Regions from separate parts of the Mus musculus genome. Here region 2 is linked to region 1. The links are chromatin contacts, called in public Hi-C maps. All regions are on one chromosome and are shown on one strand. Each heading gives the region's core, a stretch centred on a gene start, on an enhancer-like site or on the middle of the called end of the contact. The rest is flanking DNA. Distances are from core to core; before and after follow the strand shown.

What was found. A called contact is a pair of places that touch in the nucleus more often than the background predicts.
Region 2: a contact with region 1 is called in a Hi-C map of embryonic stem cells, with 1.6 times the contacts expected there. The contact joins the promoter of Scn5a here to the enhancer-like site in region 1. A contact is called at or near these places in 7 of 39 promoter capture datasets (the 3T3-L1 cell line, the HPC-7 cell line, embryonic stem cells and 4 more), 13 of 484 Hi-C or Micro-C datasets (cerebellar granule neurons, embryonic stem cells and morula), 10 of 115 datasets of contacts at active chromatin or transcription factors (embryonic stem cells, heart atrium and stem cell-derived neural progenitor cells) and 1 of 9 other capture datasets (adipose tissue).

Annotation. Positions count from the first base shown.
Region 1 is chr9:119,502,388-119,508,841 of GRCm38.p6, reverse strand. The region is part of intron 19 of Scn5a (sodium channel, voltage-gated, type V, alpha); the gene reads left to right. Among named protein-coding and RNA genes, the nearest start is that of Scn5a, 57 kb to the left of the region's middle. Within about 2 kb of position 3,396, at least 2 of the 459 cell types and tissues checked have an H3K27ac peak or open chromatin away from gene starts, as enhancers often do. A contact at or near this core is called in embryonic stem cells, where this site is marked.
Region 2 is chr9:119,559,715-119,566,168 of GRCm38.p6, reverse strand. It overlaps Scn5a (sodium channel, voltage-gated, type V, alpha), which reads left to right and starts at 3,491. Exons shown (of 27, transcript NM_001253860.1): 1 at 3,491-3,817; 2 at 5,789-5,907. The coding sequence starts at 3,545.

The DNA.
Region 1 (6,454 bases), core at 2,147-4,646:
AGAGCACTGGCTGCTCTTCCAGACGACCTGGGTTCGATTCCCTACACCTACATGGGAGCTCACAACTGTCTGTAACTCCAGTCTCGGGGGACATGCTGCCCTTTTCTGGCCTCCATGTGCACCAGGCAAACACATGTTACATAGACACACTCGATTAAAACAGCCATACACATAAAAATAAATACATTAATTTTTTAAAACTTAAAATATATTATGACTATTTCTTGGGACTGCATAGCATTTAAACCTAAAGCAAAAAACTGCTAGAGGAAAAATAGGGGAAAAGGCAATCAGGTGCTCTGGTACTGAACTGTCCCTGCGGTCGGCTTGTGACAGATCAAGTAGAAAAAGCAAGACAGCGAAAGACATATATATAAAAGAGAGAGAGAGAGTGAATAATTAACACTTAAGTAGAACTGCATACGAGGCACTGTCTTAAATGTTTCATAAATATTAATTTCAGTTAATTATCACTGAGACCTGGGAGATGAGCAACACTGTTAAAACAGTGCTGCAGATAAAGACGCTGCTATAAACACCAAACTAGAGGTCAGGGATGCTCTGCCTGGACCATGCAAGCTTTCCCTTGACCCCTAGCACAGAGATAGATAGATAGATAGATAGATAGATAGATAGATAGATAGATAGATAGATAGATACGTTCATACATACATACATACACACACCAGGTGACCTACACACACACCAGGTGACCACCACACACACACCAGGTGACCTCCACACACACACCAGATGACCTTCACACATACACCAGGTGACCTCCACACATACACCAGGTGACCTTCACACATACACCAGATGACTTCCACACACACACACACACCAGGTGACTTCCACACATACACACCAGGTGACCTTCACATACACACCAGGTGACCTACACACACACACACACAAACCAGGTGACCTCCACACATGCCAGAGGATGCACACTCACAACCCCTCTCCCACTCAGTTGTCAGTCAATTAATAAAATTGTTTAAAAATTATAAATGTAAGGACAAGACAATCCTGCGCAAACCAAAGGATGTGGTTAATGAAATAAAAATACAAATTAATGAATTGGAAAGTAAATAGCCACTTGCCATAAAAATCTATAGCTAATCCCTTGAAAATATGATCAGAAATCACTAGCTAATCTAATTTCTCATGTTTCTCAGGATAGAGTCTATCAGTCTGAGAGAAGAAAATAACTCCATTGGTATCTAAAATGTTCAGACGTGAAGGCTAGAGAGATGGCCCAGGGGTTAAGAGCGTGCAGTGCTCCTGTGCAGGACCGGAGTTGGGTTCCCAGCGCACATACGGGGCGGCTCACAGGCACATGTGACTCAGAGAGATCTGATGTCCTTCTCTGGCCTTAATGAGCACCTTGTACACATACGCACACACGCACGTGCTGGAAGGGAGGGACAGATGGATGGAGGGAGAGAAGGAGGGAGGGCAGGAAGGCCTGAGGGAAATGCTCATTGTTTAATATTCTGGTAGAGAATCTATGTTCAGTTCCCAGCACTCACAGGACCACCCTGTAACTCCCATCTCATGGGATCTGATGCCCTCTGCTGGCCTCCTTGAGCACTGCATACACGATATACATACATGCAGGCAGGCAAAGCATTTATATATGTAAAATAAGAGTAAATATTTAAGAAAAAGAAAAACTAAATAAAGATTATAATGTCTGAAGAATATGGAGAGCACATATACCTGTCAAAACTAAATCTGGTTTCATAACGTTCAAGAATATTGAAAAGAAGACATGCCAGTTTTCAGACCTCAGATACTCAGAAAAAATGGTGCAAGAATCTGGTAGAATGCAAGTGGGATCCAGTAGCAGATTTTAAAGATTAGCTATATCACATGTATACTCTAAGATGTCAAAATGCTGGTATGTCCCAGAATCTATTTCTGTGAGTAGAAAACAGATAACACACAATTATTTAATCGAGGGAATAAAACCCAACACTGAAAGATATAAAACATTTCTTTATTTTACTGAAAAACTCAGCTTCTGCCATCATTAGAGATAAATCACTTGAAACATTTTCATTAAAGTTAAGAATATAGAAAGAGTCATTTAATTGCTCTCCAGCTATTAATCATTATCTAATAGTGATCTTCAGGTACTTACCAGGATGATTAATTAGGTATATGAAAGAAAAATTGGTGACTATAAAAGCAAGAATTGAGGCCAGGCAATGGTGGTGCACACCTTTGATCCCAGCATCCAGGAGGCAGAGGCGGGTTGATCTCTGAGTTGGGGCCAGCCTGGTCTACAGAGCAAGGAAGGGAAGGGAGGGAGGGAGGGAGGGAGGGAGGGAGGGAGGGAGGGAGGGAGGGAGGGAGGGAGGGAAGGGGAGGGAAGGAAAGGAAGGAGGGAAGGAAGGAAGGAAGAGAGAGAGAGAGACCGGGAAGAAGAGCAAGAATTTAAAATGAGGCCGGGAGATGGTGTGGGGTGGGGCAGGGGTTGAGTTTGCCACATTAGAACCGGGACCTGAGTGTGAATCCCTCCCCTGAGTGTGAAGTCGGATGTGTTGACACACATCTATAATCCCAGCACTTAGCAGGATGGGAGGTGGAGACAGGAGAGCCCCTGCACACCTAGCCTGCTGCACACGAAGCAAATTAGAAACTCTGTCTCAAATAAGATGGAAGGTAAGCATTGACCCAGGGTTGTCTGACTGACCTCCACATGCATGAACTGCTCACACATGTGAGCAAGCACATACATGGCATGCACACAAAAGACTTAAAAAAAAAAGCAATCATAAAAGAACCAGAGAGGGGGCTGGAGAGATGCCTCTCATCGGTTTAGAGCATTGACTGCTCTTCCAGAGGTCCTGAGTTCAAATCCCAGAAACCACATGGTGGCTCACAATTATCTGTACCGAGATTTGACTCCCTCTTCTGGAGTGTCTGAAGACAGCTACAGTGTACTACATATAATAAACAAACAAACAAACAAACAAATCTTCAACAAAATAAACAATAAAAAACAAACAAAACCCAAACCCTGGCCAACTGAAAAGCAGGATACAAAGAGCCGCTGCGGCTGATCCCGTTTTATGTACGTGGGAAAGGCTATAGCTTCTCTGCTATTTCTTAGTTTCCTGTTGTTAAAAATGACACCAAAAAATATCACTGGGAACAGATATAACAGAAATGTATCAGAGAGGGCTGTTAGTAAGTATAACGGCTTGCAAGACATGAGAAAAAGACAAACAGACTCCACCCCGCTGTGGTCTGAGGTAAGAAGGCTCTAGAGCAGTCGACGGACAGTTAATTCTGGGCTGGAGAGAAGGCTCAGGAAGGAAAAGCTGCCACCAAGTCTGAGGGCCTAAGTTACCGCCCCTCCCCCTCACTCCCCCACCTCTAGCCCACGTGGTGGAAGGAGACAACCAGGTCCCTACTCTTGACCTCTGACCTTGACACCTGTGCTATGGCCTGCCCATGTCCCAACCCCACAAACAAATAAAAGTAACACTCTTTTAAAAAATGAAATAGTACTACATTCTAATAATGATTTTGAATGAACTTGATAAAATATCACTAAAATTTATCTTCAAAATCACCCCAAACAAAACAAACAAACCAAAAAGGTCACGGAGACAGCAACCCAGGAACAGCAGGGGGAGTGGGTGTGGCCGAGGAACAGCAGAGGGGAGCGGGTGCGGCTCAGTGACCAATAGTCTGGAAACAGGTCAGGTCCTAGGTTCCATCCCAGCACCAGAGGAACAAAAACAAAAAACAAAAAACAAAAACAAAAAACCAAAACCTAACACCAGAAAGGGTGGGGTAGATCTACGTAAATAGAGAAATGTCACACACAGTAAGATTGACTTCTGATTGGTGGATTTTGTGTGGACTTTTTAATAAAATGTTGGAGCAGTGACAAACCACTGAGAAAAGTTTATTAAAATACATATTTACTCTTTACCAAATATATATTAGATTTTTTTTTTTGAAATCACAATATAAACCATCAAACTTTAAAAAAGGAGGAAAGGAGAGAATTCCTTTTTCTGGTCTCAGAATAGGTGAGGACTTTTTTAAAACAGGGTTTCTTTTCCGTGTTTGGTTGTTTTGCCTGAGTGCATACATGTGCACCAGGTGTGTGCCCAGAGCCTGAGGAGGCTAGAAGTGAGTATCAGATCCCCTGGAAGTGGGGTTATAGACTACCATGTTTGTGCTGGGACTCGAACCCAGGTCCTCTGGAAGTACAGCCAATGCTCTTAACCGCTGAGCCATCTCTCCAGGCCCCAGGCGATGGCTTTCTTAACACTGAACCAAAGATTATGCTAAGTGAACATTATAACCAGTGATATCACTATATTAGATATGTGGAAATGCACATTTAGCATAGCAAACAGGACTTAGAGGGCACACAGCAGACTAGAATAGAGTGCTCCGTGGATGGAGTGCCAACTGATCTCTTCTGGGCTTGCTCACAGTCTGTCCCCAGACCACACCTTAGTTCTGACATCAGGAATCTAGAACTGCACCCTCAACAAATCAACATGCTGTTGGCGTTAGTACTACTCGTGGTTAAGGCGCAGCCTCCGAGAAGGCTGATGGGAATTTAATGTATTCATGTTAGTGAGCAAAGGTTGAGAGCCATTGCTGGAAATGACTTTGATGGAAAAAGTAATCTCTTTGGTTTTCTTATTTGGTTCATTAGGGTTTTGTTTTTGTTTTTTAAAGGATTATTTTACAATTTTACTGCATTGGTTTGCGTGCACACACTCCATGGAGAACTTGCAGTAAGTTTCATCTCGTAGCTCCCAAGGATCTCAATCGCCTATACCCTCTGAGCCATCTTGTTCAGCCCAGTTGGCTGGTTTTTGAGACAGGGTCTCACCATGTAGCCCCTTGTTTGTTTGGCAAGCCTCCTCTCTCAGCCAGCCCAAGTTCTGGTGTTACACCCAGCTTTTCACTTTTCTCGAAGAGGATCTAAGTTCAAGTCTCATGTCTCGAAACCGACTGTAACTCCAACTCCAAGAGATCTGACGCCATCTTCTGGCCTCAGTGGGTGTTGCACTTACATGCACCTACACATAAACACACGATTAAAAGATAAAAACAATTTAAATCCATTTCAAAGCAAATGTTTGATGTATCCAATAAAACCACACTCGGCGTATGTGTGCATACATGTACGTACAAGATTTCTCTCAATGTATGGTATCTGAATGCTTGCACCCGGTCCAGTATGTTCATGAAATTGGAAATGTCAATTTTGATCATTTCTAGGGTGTGGTGTGTGTGTGTGTGTGTGTGTGTGTGTGTGTGTGTGAGAGAGAGAGAGAGAGAGAGAGAGAGAGAGAGAGAGAGAGAATTTATGTAGGGCTCTAGAGCTTGAACCCAGAGTTTATGCATGCTTTTTACTGAGCTATATCCCCAGGCCTTGTTTGATTCCTAAGAAGCACATTATTTTTCTTTATTTCAGTAAAAATAAATTCATAGACATAAGTAGACCAATGGATCTCCTTTTATTTTGAAGGTTCCCAAGTCCATCTGAAGCCTGGATTGTATTGCCTTGCTGCCCACACAGGCCCAATTAGCCATACTGGGGCCTCAGCTGTGTGTCCCTAGGCACTGCATACAGTACTCATCCCTGGATCACAGCAGAGGCCCTGAAGTCAGACAGGGGCCCAGGGGTGACAGAAGGACGCAGCTCCCCAGCATCCCCGGTGACATGTTGCCTAGACAGGGAGCCTCAGAGCACTCTGGCTGGAGAGGAGTAGAGCAGAGGAGGAAGGGCAGCCGGAAGCCCCAGCCACTTCTCCGGTGGCTCAGGGGCGGGGGGGGGGGGGGGGGGGGGGGGATGCGCCAGTGGAGGCAGGGATGAGGAAGGGGGAGGGGACCTTTTCTCATCCTTACTGTGCGGGGACAGGTGGTCCCTGAGCCTTAGCCATGCAAGACTGGGCTCCTGGCCGAGGCTTCACCTTTGACCTCTAGATCCTGAAGAGAGCCCCTCTGTCCTGAACATCAGGGCTTGTTAAAAATCCTGCTTTAGCTGGGTGGGCGTGGTGATGCACTCCTTTAACCCCAGCACTTGGGAGGCAGAAGCAGGTGGATCTCTGTGAATTTAGTGTTTGCCTGGTCTACAGAGAGAGTTTCAGGCTAGCCAGGGCTGTACAGTGAGATCCTGTCTCAAAACAAGTGATAAGTAAATCAATTAATTAAAAATAATAAGTGCCATGTGGCTGATATTTGGGTTTTTGTTTATTAAGTGTGTTCATTATAAGGGGATCTTGGTCTTTGCTAGAATGGAGTCCAGTATAAATCCCCGTGAAAACGGTAAATATACAAGATAAGTAGATTAAATTCAAAATGGAGGGGAAGCCAGAGGAGGTTTTCGCACTGTGCCCAGCAGAAAGCCATGAGCTGAGCGCCTGTTCCCCTTCTCTGGTTTAAATGCTTGGGAAAGGTTAAT
Region 2 (6,454 bases), core at 2,242-4,741, 57 kb before region 1:
CTTAGAGTCGGTCCTTTCACCTTAGGCGATTCCTGGGGTTGCTCCCCTAACGTACTGTCTCTCACTCTGGGACCCAGCAGGACTCAGAATCTGCCAAGGTCAAGGGTGGGGGCGGCTGGGCTCCCCAGGCTATGCTTCTCTCTTTAAGACTCAGCAGAGCTGATCTCCAACCCTGCCCAGGGATGTCCCCAAAGACCAGTGAGCCAGAGAGAGGCTGGCACCCACCACAGTGGATCCCAGGATGAATTGGAGGACCCTCCTACCCACAGCAAAGGAAGATGGACCCCAGGCTCAGTGACTGAGCAGCGGCTGAGCCAGAATCTTGGGGTCCTCCACCCACTGAGATCTCAGTGTCCGTTTTTAAGACATAGCATTAAAATGGAAATCAATTGTATTGAATAAAGCTGTTGGTAGACTTAAAAAACCAAATTTCAATAGTGTGTGGGCCTCTCTAATAGGATCACGCAGGAACTGGAAGCGTTACGACCTTGAAGTTGGGGGCAGCAGTAGTGCTGAGGTGAGCACCGTCGACATATGGAGCAGCGATGTGGAGACCGAGTCCCTGAGTCACTGAGTTACAGCAGTTCACGACACCTTTACAGATGAAGGAAATACTGCCATCCCTTCTCCCCTAAATCATTTCTCTGTCTCTCCAAGAACCTCCAAACTCTATAAACAGGCCTAACTCACCAGGGAGTGAGAGGCTCCCTCGATGTTGTCTTCTGGAGGGGCACATGGGGGTGAAGGTGTGTTTCTTAGCACAGATGCTCAGTGGGCGAGACTTCACCCACCTGTGCCTGCCCTGGCATCCATTTGCACGAATTCCCCCATTTCAATAGAAATTATAAACACATCTTTCCTGAGGCAGATGCATATGCGGGTGCACGCCTGTACACACACACTCCACCATTGTGTGCGTCCCTGGGCTTCCACGTGTCTCCAGAACCCTTGCAGGCGTATGGTCACAGATGGATACCCTGATCCAGAGAACACTATTTTTAGCAAATCATCCTGAGCTAAAGGGTGGCTTCCCCGTTTACAGAGGAGCAATTGCTCACCATGGAGAGGGCTGCCCCGCTGTCCTCAGGCTGGGCTCTTTGTTTCTTACATGAAGTGAGTAATGGCTGTATTGCTTTGCAAGCTCATCATAGCAGATTCAAGCAATGAGGGGAGGTGCGAAGAAAGTTTAAAAATGGCCCAAATTCTCCTCAGCTAGGGGAAGAAAAATCACCATTCATGTTTGCTGATAAGCGCTGCGGATAGACGCCTTCTGCTCAGTCAGAGGTGGAGGCTAGACAGGGAAAGGCTCTCATGAAGTGGGGACCTACTCTCACCTGCTATTTTTAACAAAGATGGTCCTTTAACTTTGTGTGACTCAAATAAGAAGCTGCAAAAGGACGGGGAGGTTGGAAAGGGAATCTCTGTCTTTCTCGTTCTACGGCATTCATTTCGTACTGTACTGGCCCAGGGATACACACGCACATGCAAACCACAGACACACACACACACACCATACATATAGACACATATACACCATACACATGAGCACACACACAATATACACACACATAGACCCCATACACACACCACACACACACACCACACATACCATACACACATACTAACCACACCAGCTTGCACACCCATCATATACACACAACATACACAGTCACACACCATATACACACACATCGTACAGAGTCACACATCATGTACACACACACATCATATACACACCATATACACTCATATACCATATACACACACATATACACCATACCCACATACCACACACACATCATACACACTCATATACCATGTACACACGCATACCACACGTGCACATACAAACCACACACACACACCACCATGCACACTCATATACATGCACACACATCATACATATACCATATATACACATATGCACCATACACACATACCACACACACACACACCGTACAACTATATGCTCATGTCTGTGTGTGTGTCTCAGTGCAGAGACACATATGTGCCAGCCATATGGAGGCCAAAGGTCAGCTTGCAGCAGCGTCATTCCTTGGGAGCTGTCCAACTTGTTTTCTGAGACAGGAATTCTCACTAGGACCTTTATCTGCCATCGGTGGTGCTCAGGCACCCTGAGTTGGGGTCCTTGTTGGCCGTGTGCTGGCATGGGTGTCACAGAAGCTTATAGGGGTCACTAATGACATGCCCCATGGAGTGAGCTCAGGGCAAAGCCCTTGGCTGACAGGAAGAGAGTGTGTCCCTGGCAGACATCTTCAGCAGGTGTCCAGTCTGCCCTCTTGAGCCGGTGCCCAGCCATTCCCGGTTTTGATGTGGTAATTAGCGGTGCAGCCTCCTGGCTTGGTGTCATAGTCAGGAGCCCTCTGGCCACATCCTGTTTTGGTGAGCCTGACAGAAATGCATTCTTCTGCCTTGCTGTCATAGACAGAGTGTGTTCGCACCAGGTTCTGAATCTTTTGAGGCCACCAGGGGCCACATTCTCCCTGTTTGACGTCACACACATATGCCTGTTGGAAGTCCTCTTCACCAGTGGTCACCGCCTTCCGGTGCTGGGGGGGAAAGAAAAAACAACCCTTGGGGTTTGCGCTTGTATGTCCCCTTTTATGGGAGAAGAGGGGACGGTGTGATGAGCCAGAGACCCACCTGTCACATTTCCCGTCTTTAGAATCAGTCTAGCTAGGGACGGTGCTGCACTCAGGGGATCCCTATGAGATCCTCAGATGGAGGTCTACACAGTTGGGCACACCAGATGCCAACATCTGGATGCTAGTTCTTGTGTTCCTGTCCGGCCGGCCGTTGCTGAAAACCCTGGATCCCTTGGGGGGCAAATGCTGCCTCCAGTTGCTGCCTCTATGCCTCAGGTTTGATTTGCACCTCTTGTGTGAGGGCATGGGGATTGTGGGGGCACTGGACACCACTCAGGCTGGGAATGTTCCCTGGAGAGGGGGGGTGGGACCCTGTCCCGTGCAGGGCCAAATCCTGACGTATGCATGCTTCACCTTTTAATTGGAGAAAAGCCCTTCTGTTTGAGTCTGGGATAAAATGAACGGCATCTCTTCCCATCCCTGCCCTGTGGAGGCCAGGGAGCCGGTTGTGGTGGAAATGTCTTAAAGGGGGTCAGTTGAAGTGTTTTTACTTTTGTGTGTGGTGGACAGGGTAACCCCTTCATGAGGACACACCGTCTCTTGATCACTGATATTTATGCATACACGTACACACTGGGGCAAGAGTGGGGGGGGTCACTTCATGGACCCTCCCCACACACACACACCTCAGTGGAGGCGAGCATCAGCGTTTACCCGAGCCGCTGTCAATCGTATGCGCCTGTGCAGTGGTTGGCAGTGGGGGTCGGGAATGGGGTGGGCTGTACACTTTTGCAGATTGTGTCTTTCCCCGCCATCGGCCTAGCTGGCTGACTACCCTGCCCTCCGGCCGTGGCACCCCATCACACCCTGTGTTTGTCTCCCAGCTTCCTTCCAGGCAGCCTGAGGAGAGCCTGTGCCCCCAGAAGCAGGATGAGAAGATGGCAAACTTCCTGTTACCTCGGGGCACCAGCAGCTTCCGTAGGTTCACCCGGGAGTCACTGGCGGCCATCGAGAAGCGCATGGCTGAAAAACAAGCCCGTGGTTCGGCCACCTCACAGGAGAGCCGTGAGGGCCTGCCAGAGGAGGAGGCTCCCCGGCCCCAGCTGGACCTACAGGCCTCCAAAAAGCTGCCAGATCTCTATGGCAACCCACCCCGAGAGCTCATTGGGGAGCCCCTGGAAGACCTGGACCCTTTCTATAGTACCCAGAAGGTGACTGCCGCCCCCTCAGCACCCTCCTCACCCTTTGGGTAGCTCCTGGGAAGGCAGCAGACAGATGGAGCTTTGCTCCTGTGGAGTTCTGTGTGGGGCCGGCTCCCCTGGGCTTTGGGGGAGTGATTCACCATTAATCTGTATTCCAATCACCTTAATTTTGGAGTTCTGGGATACAGACATAAATCACGCCGTTTGAGCCCCTAACATAGGGGTGGGAGGACCACTGAAATGTTACCTTCTTTTGTCTTTCTCCGGCATATACCTCTAGGGGATTCCTTCCTGTCCCCAGACGCGTGGGCGCTTGGAATGAAGCCCTGAGCGGTCCCCCTCCTAACTCCTGCATGCGTTCCTCCTGTCCCTCTGGCAGCTCAGAGAATTAGCCAGGCATCCTCCTCTGAGCCAGCTGGCTCAGGCTGAGCCACAGTAGAAGTCTCCTGGGCCTCGTGGCCTTCCCTGAACCACAGAGGTCATGGGAAGGCTGAGGGGTGAAGAGGGCGTGGCTGCTAAGGCATGGAGTGTGGGGAAGCCTTGTGCTGCCCTTGTTGCCTGGAGAGAGGGAAGGGAGTGTTGTGCTGTTTCTCCAAGAGGCCCTTCCCTGCACTAATGATGTGACAGGCACACAGGTCCCCTACAGAGGGACAGGCTGCTCACACAACTGTCCACTTCTGGACCTGACTGTGGGGGTCATGGCAGGAGAACAGGCTGGGATCTAGAGGAAGGCCTTTCCAGGAAGGCTAGGCAACAGAGACCAGGGTGGCCACGGGAGTCCCTGTGGCCAGCTTCAAGCTGAGCGCAGAGCAACACCAGCGGGACTGGAAAGATAAGTACAGTCAGTGTGGGGGTCTGGGTAGCATGTGTCTGTCGGTCTGTCTGTCATGGTGGTTGAAGACAATGTTTAAGAGACTAAGAGCCTGAGTGTGCACGTCTGTGTGTATGTGCATATGCATAGGTGCATGTGTGATCAGCTGTGGGTGCGAAGGGACACACACACACACACACACACACACACACACACACACTCACTCCATCTATACAGACAGTTAGCAGGAGAGACGACCTGGGCCCTGCTTCTAGGCTGAGGCTCCAGGACCTCTCCCTGGCTCAGGTGACTGGAGCAGGGTCCGAGTGGGATGTGAGCCTGAGCTGTGAGTGAGTGAGTGGGTAGGCTCGGGTCGTGCTTGCTCCGAGCTGACAGAATTGGGATTAGGGTTAGGGACACAGCTGAGGGTGAGTCTAGGTCATGGAGGGGAACAGAAAGGACTAGGCAGGACTCAGACGAGACCAGTAGTGAGCACGGCAGGTGAACCTAAGATGGAGTCCAGGCTGGCTGGGCTTAGGAGACCCCCCCCCCAACAGGTCACCAAGGACGCCATCTCTTTTCTTAGTCTCTATATATCTGGGGATGCTTGATGTTTTCCGGGTACCCTGGGTTCCATCCTGTTTCTCTTGCCGTCCCTGGCTACACCGCCTGAGGTCTCGCAGGCTGGCACCCCGTGGAACTCCTAGTTCTGACCTCTCTGCTCACCGTGTCCCAGCAGCCAAGGTTAAATAGGACTTTGTCCCATCCCCTCAGCCCGTGAAGATGGGTGACCTCATAGCCTGTGGCTGCCATGCTCTGGTGTGCTGGCTCCCTTTGCCTCCGGCTTCTGCTCTGCAGCCTTGAGATCTCACAGCTCCCCTGCCCCATGATGCCAGACAGGCATATCTTCTAGAAACGAAGGGAGGTCCTCAAAGCCCAGACCGTGTGTGCTATTCGGAGGCTGACCTTTGACCTCAGGCAGGGAAGGTCCCAGGGAAAGCCGTGGATAGCTCTTTAGCATTCCTTCCTCACCCATAAGTCTCTGCTGCCCCAGCTGTGAGCAGGGCTCTCTGTTGCAGCTCTATGCAGGGTGGGAGAGGGGGAGGAAACTGCTTGAGGGCTCCTAGATGACAGCCGTCTCCAGACCTAACAGTTCCCTCTGTCCACAGACCTTCATCGTGCTGAATAAGGGCAAAACCATCTTCCGGTTCAGTGCCACCAATGCCTTGTACGTCCTCAGCCCCTTCCACCCGGTGCGCAGAGCGGCTGTGAAGATTTTGGTACATTCATATCCTTTGCTCTTAATCCTTTATGTCTGCATCTGTCCTGGGGTACGCACAGGTGCTGTGCTCAGGCCAGGGTGGTGCGGGGTCCCCTCACTCCTTCTAGGACAAGCAGCATAGTGAGAAATCACTAGTGGCCGGTAGTGACCTCCACCCTCAACACGCTGAGTCAGCGCCTGCATTTTTCACACGATCCCTAAGGGTTCTTCCTGTGTAGGGAAGTTTGAGAAGCCCTCACATCTCTGCTTCTTCAGGAGGAAAAATAGCCTTGGAGTCAAGGAGCGGGGCTTCAGAAGAAATGATTTCCCCAGCATTCCCCTGTCTCTGGTGGCTCCACCCGCCACCACCCCTGAGCCCTCTACCCGCTGCTGCCTTGAGACTCAGCCTAGGAAAAGCCATTTCTTGGGATTTTTTTTTTAAGTCTCTAGTTTTTTCTCATGTGGGCCTCTTTCGAAGGAGGCAGCGCTTGCTTCTGAACTAGGTGTTGACAAATGTTTGCAGTTTGAGAGCTTCTCAAAGAACTCTGGTTAGCGTCCAATTACATAAACCGCG